2 separate regions of the Sus scrofa genome follow, and region 2 is linked to region 1. A link is a contact called in public Hi-C data. All regions are on one chromosome and are shown on one strand. The core of a region is the stretch at or near the end of the contact, and the rest is flanking DNA. Distances in the headings are between cores, read along the strand shown. Region 1 holds the start of SCFD2 (sec1 family domain-containing protein 2). Region 2 holds the start of CHIC2 (cysteine-rich hydrophobic domain-containing protein 2).

Evidence for each region. Hi-C and Micro-C count contacts between places; a contact is called where the count stands out from the background.
Region 2: a Hi-C map of liver shows a contact between it and region 1, with 17 times the contacts expected there. The contact joins the promoter of CHIC2 here to the promoter of SCFD2 in region 1. A contact is called at or near these places in 1 of 47 Hi-C or Micro-C datasets (liver) and 1 of 2 datasets of contacts at active chromatin or transcription factors (alveolar macrophages).

What each region holds. Positions count from the first base shown.
Region 1 is chr8:40,144,474-40,147,173 of Sscrofa11.1, forward strand. SCFD2 (sec1 family domain-containing protein 2) reads right to left here and starts at 1,430. Exons shown (of 9, transcript XM_003482381.4): 1 at 438-1,430. The coding sequence starts at 1,275.
Region 2 is chr8:40,845,449-40,848,148 of Sscrofa11.1, forward strand. It overlaps CHIC2 (cysteine-rich hydrophobic domain-containing protein 2), which reads right to left and starts at 1,267. Exons shown (of 6, transcript XM_003128983.4): 1 at 730-1,267. The coding sequence starts at 848.

The sequences.
Region 1 (2,700 bases), core at 180-2,679:
TTTTGTTGCATAGGTTCCCTACACTTGGTCACCTGTTAATGCTTCTCCCAACAATGTGAAGCATTCACAGCAATGACAGATTGTTGTGAATACTGCTATCTGCACATTTCTAAAAGGTCCCAGGTGGGTCAGTTCTCCTCCATGTTACCATAAGTCTACTCTTCCAACCTCTCCACTAGATACAATTCAGTCAGTGCACGTTAAGGATGTATTTGCCAATGACAGCATTAAGCAAACTGATTTTAATTTCTAATTTGCTTGTTTGTATCCCCCTCTAGAAAATAGACTGTGACATCAGGGACTAAGTCCGTCTAGTGCTTCTTTGTCTTCTCAACGGACACATAGTAGAAGGTCATATATAAAACATATGCTGAATCAATGAAAGTCCCAGCACTTTGGAAAGTGGTTAGGAAGCCCTCCACTGCAATGCCACTCACCTGTGAGATCCAGAGTTCTGTCCACAAAGACCACTGATGCCCTGCCTGTGGCAGTCTTCCTCCTGTTCTTGGCGGGAGCAAAATTGGCCAGATCTGCAGCGATAATTCGACTGAGGGAACCTACAGCAAAACACTCCTCCCGTACCCCTAAATGCTCACACAGGGAACTGAGGCCTGACACTAGGCACCTGATCTGCAGCAGCAGCTCAGGGGTGAGGGCAGTGGCATCCACCTCACTCAGGCTTCCTAGTCTCCTCTTATCCGGTCGGGCACCGTTGAGGATATGCACATCTTGGGGTAATAGTGGGAAAAGGGAAGCAAAAGCTGGAGTCAAGGCAAGGTGGGGAGCAACAGGAGCGAGTAACAACGGGATGTGCAGCACTTCAGCGGTGTAGTTCATGTTGCCCATCCACTCGCACAGCTTCTCCTCCAGTTGCTCGAACACCGGCTGCTGCCCTTCCAGCTCTGCCGCTGCGGCCGCCGGCACGTGATTAGCTGTGAGGTGGACTGCATGGTTCACAGCCGTGACCACCACACAATACTGGAAGTGACTGCGACAGATGATATCCCGTAGGGTCTCCACGGTCCGGCCTTTCAGCAGGCAGCTCAGTACAAACACCGCCTTGGGCTGATCGGCTCCGCCACCAACTGCAGCGGGCTCGAACTCCCTGAGGTAACACGCAGGGCTCCCCACCGCCTCCAACAGTCGCGAGGACCCGCAGCCCCAGTGCAGGCTTTCCGCGCTGGCGGCGTCCAGGTAGACTACGGCCCGTTTCACTTTGGCCAGCACCTGCTCCCAGGCTTGCTGGGTAAAGGACAGCACTCCGGGGATGCTCATGGTTGGGAATTCGCAGAATCGGGGCACCAAGTGCGGGAACTTCTCTTAGAACTCACAGCTTCCGGGAATTGGAGTCCCGGAGACATTGACAGTCAACACAGTACACGTGTGGATGCTTCTGACTCGTCCAGTGTCGGCGCAGAGTAATGACGTCACGGACCATGATTGGCTAGTGAAAAACCCGTCGCGGAAGAATGGGGAGTGCTGGGAGAAATAGGCGGGGCTCCGGGGTGCCTCTAGAGTTCCCTGTTTGTGAAGGAGTTTTCTGTGAAATAGCTGTGGGGTTTTCCTTTCGTCTTCCTCTCTGCTCAGACGGCCTTTCCCTGCCCCTTGAGAAATTTCAAGAATGATAGAACCTAGTTCAAAATTTGATATTTTCCTTGGATCTGAACACATCTCTTTAAAAGGACAGCCACTTTGGAAGTTCTCTTGTGGCTCAACAGGTTAAGGATTTTTCGTTGCTGAAGTGCGGCGCCAATTTCGGCGCCAGGTTGATCCCTGGCCCCCAGGGAACTTTCTTATGCTGCGGGTGCAGCCAAAATAAAATTTAAGAAATGTTTAACCTCTTCGCCCAACTAAATTGAGAGCAGCCAGAAAAAAAATGAAAGCAACCAACTGCTGCGGGATGTTTTATAGTTTATAGATTACTACCACACCCATTATTGAACACAACTTCTAACGTATCAGTTTCGCTTTCACTTTCTCCATCTTCCTTCCCTCTATCTCATTGGCACTAAATCTTGATAGACTTAAAAAATCTAGACTCCATCCCTCCTTAGTCATCCTTGCTGTCACTGCCTTAATTCACTAACATTTCTCGGCTGTACAACAGAAATGCTCTCCCCAACATTTCCCAGTTTTCCGTCTCTTCTCCCTCCAACTCAGTTTTTTCCCTAATAAACTAAACTGGCCCAACAGTTTTTCTGCTTAAAAGCCTCTCCTGACCCTGTTGCCTAGAGGATACCTCCAGGCAGTCACTTTTTTTTTTTTTTCTTTTCAGTTATTTCATAATAGCACCAAAAATCTTCATGATTTCTCAATTACTCTCCAGGTAGTCCCAGTTTAGAACATTAACTGCACAATGAAGTCAACATGAACCAGAATATTTCATATGTTCAGTTCACTCAACCACTGTTTACAAAGCACATACTAAGTGTAATCACTGAGCTAAGCTCCAAAATACAGTGGGTAATAAAATATAGTACCTGATCCATGAAAAGTTACACCTCTGCTAAGTACTTGCCATATAAGTGTGTAAGTATTCACATATCCAGTTCTCTGAATATACCTTTTCTACCAGGTGGTGCACTAGAAGCTTGGTAATCCCAACACTAGAAAATAACAGGCATTCAATATATATTTGTTGAAGAAATGTTCAAATCGTATCAATATAATAAATACATTCAGCCAAGTTTTAATGGACAT
Region 2 (2,700 bases), core at 17-2,516, 700 kb after region 1:
AGAAGCCACCCAGGAGCTCTTGCCCAAAAGAAGGACTTAGATAACAGAAACCCTCACTGGGCATTGTGTGCCCATCACGTAGTTTTTTAAAAAATTATCTGTAAACCTAATCATTCTGCATCTTAAAAATATATGCTCATCTATACATTTTTTTATCATATACAATTACAGGAACTTGCATTCGATCCGCAGAAACTGACTCTGCAAGAGACTGGGAAGACCTGTGGGTGTGTGTGAAATACAAACATAGGGACAACGAACTACTCATGACCCACACTGTCACTCGGGTCTCACCTGGCCCAGATCCGGCCTCTGAGCCATATGTCACTATGCTCAACCGCACAGACGAGGAGACAGAGAGCCACAGGGTAACAGGATGAGAAAACAAGGGGGAGGCGCCTCAGAAATACGTGGATTTCCACCCCGAGGCCGAAAGGGTGGCCGGAAGGGCAGACCCTAAGGAATAACCTTCCCTCCTGGGATCCGACACAGCGCCCAGGCCCGTAGGGCCTGCTAAGAAGGCAGCGGGGGGAGGCAGGGCAGTGTCTGGCTCCACTCTGGAGACCGCAACAAATGAAAATAAAGCAAGTTCTCACTTCCTGCTCGCCTACTCCTCCCGCAGGCCTCCGACACCAGACAGACCCCAGGGAGAAAGAGCCCCCACGGAGCACGGGGGCCGCCCCAGCCCTGCACCTCCCGCCCTCGCCCTCGCCCTCCTCCGGGCCTTACACGGTGACGTGACCGGAGCCGCGGACCACCACCGGGTCCGGCGAGTACTTGAGCAGCTGCTCCTCCAGGGCCCGCTCCTCGTCTTCTTCCTCCTCGTAGATCTCGTCGAAATCCGCCATCCTGAGCCTCCGCGGCCCCCCGCCCGAAGGGGCCTGACTCCAGGGGCTGCGGCCGGGATACGGGCTGGCGAGGCAGCCGAGGCTGAGCGGAGTCGCTGCCGCGGGCTCCGAGGCCGCGGAGTTCGCTCTGGATTGTCTTGGCTTCGGCTACAGAGGAGATGGGGTCCCGGCCGTCGCCGCCGCCGCCGCCATTACCGTCAGCAACAACAACAACACAATGTCAACATCCGCCCAAGGGCCGACACCTCCACCAGTACCGCCGCCGCCGCCGCCGCCGCCGCCGCCGCCGCCGCAGCAGCAACTCAGGCAACCACAGCAACAGCCAGAGCCACCCGCAGCGGGAGCACCCGGCTACGACATCGCGAGACTTCCCGGGAGTGCGGGCGGGCGGGCGGACGCGTGGGCGCGCGAGCGCGCAGGCAGGCGGCGCGGGAGCGCGCACGTGAGGCCTCGCGCGCTCCCAAAGGTCGCCTTCCCCCACTTCCACCCAACGAGGGTGTCTTGGGCTCGCGCTCCCCCCGCCCCCCGACGCGGCCCCGCCCTCCAGAAGAGGGGTCGCCGACCGGCTAGAGGACTGTGCCTAAGGGCTGGTGCCATTGACCGTGACTCAGAAAGAGAGCTGAGTGTCCAGAGGGGCCCTTAGTTCCCTAAAGTACTCTCTAACCAGAACAACTAAGAATAAAAACCCTGGCCGGAATAGAGAATTTATTGTGCATGCGGTTGCCAGTTTATCTAAAAATCAAATCTCACTTTTCGTCAGTATTTTTTAGTCTGTGATGAGTACCAGAGTCTTTACTTTTCCAATTTGAGGAACCCAACACACAGACTGCAAATATTTTTGTCCACTATAATACAAGATTTTTCAAAACTGTCCAAATTCAAACACCTTGTCCCATCACCACCTTAAAAATTGTCCAATATGTGATGCCAGTGATGCTAATGTTTTGTTTTGTTTTTCCTTACAAGAAAGCTCATCGAAGTCATGCCATGAAACAAAATTGATAATGTCTCTGGATTCTGGATTAGAAGATGCATTTTCCTGCCCAAGCTTCTTCATCAACCATAACCTCTTATCCCCTAAGACCTTAGGGCCTACCTTTCCCTTCCTTAAGCTCCTCCCAGGAAACGAAAGGAAAAAGGGAAGCAGAGGAAGAGTTTAATGGATTCTGCTTATTGGTCTAGGCCACCAACAAAGGCCTAAGTAAGGGTCACGCTGGGTACTTGGCTTCATAATCAATAAGCCGCCCAGGCATACAAATAGATCAGGGGCAGGAGTGGCTCCTGAGAGCGTTCAGGATAAGGAGCATACACTGTGAGAGCTAGTAAGGGTGGTCATACCTGACTCAGTGCTGGCCATAATGTTCACCAAATGTAGTGTTCACTTCCCACCAGTTTAGATGGGTCATTGCAGATTGCAGTAGCTGAGAAAGTACAAAGTGGGGCAATTAGGACAGGGGGAAACAACAAAAACCTCCTACTGGTAATGGTTCAAGAAAATGAGCACAGTTAGTCAAGAAAAGAGGAAGGAGGAGTTCCCATCCTAGCTCAGTGGTTGAACAAACCTGACTATTATCCATGAGGACACGGGTTCAATCCCTGGCCTGGCTCAGCGGGTTGAGGATCTGGCATTGCCTTAAGCTGTCGTGTAGTTTGCAGATGCATCTGGGATCCCCCCTTGCTGTGGCTGTGGTATAGACTGGCAGCTGGAGTTCTGATTCGACCCCTAGCCTGGGAACCTCCATATGCCATGGGTGTGGCCCTAAAAAAGACAAAAAATAAAAATAAATAAATTTTTAAAAACTCAGGGGTTTCAATTCAGGGCATGGATAGGCCAAGCTCCTGCCTGAATTTC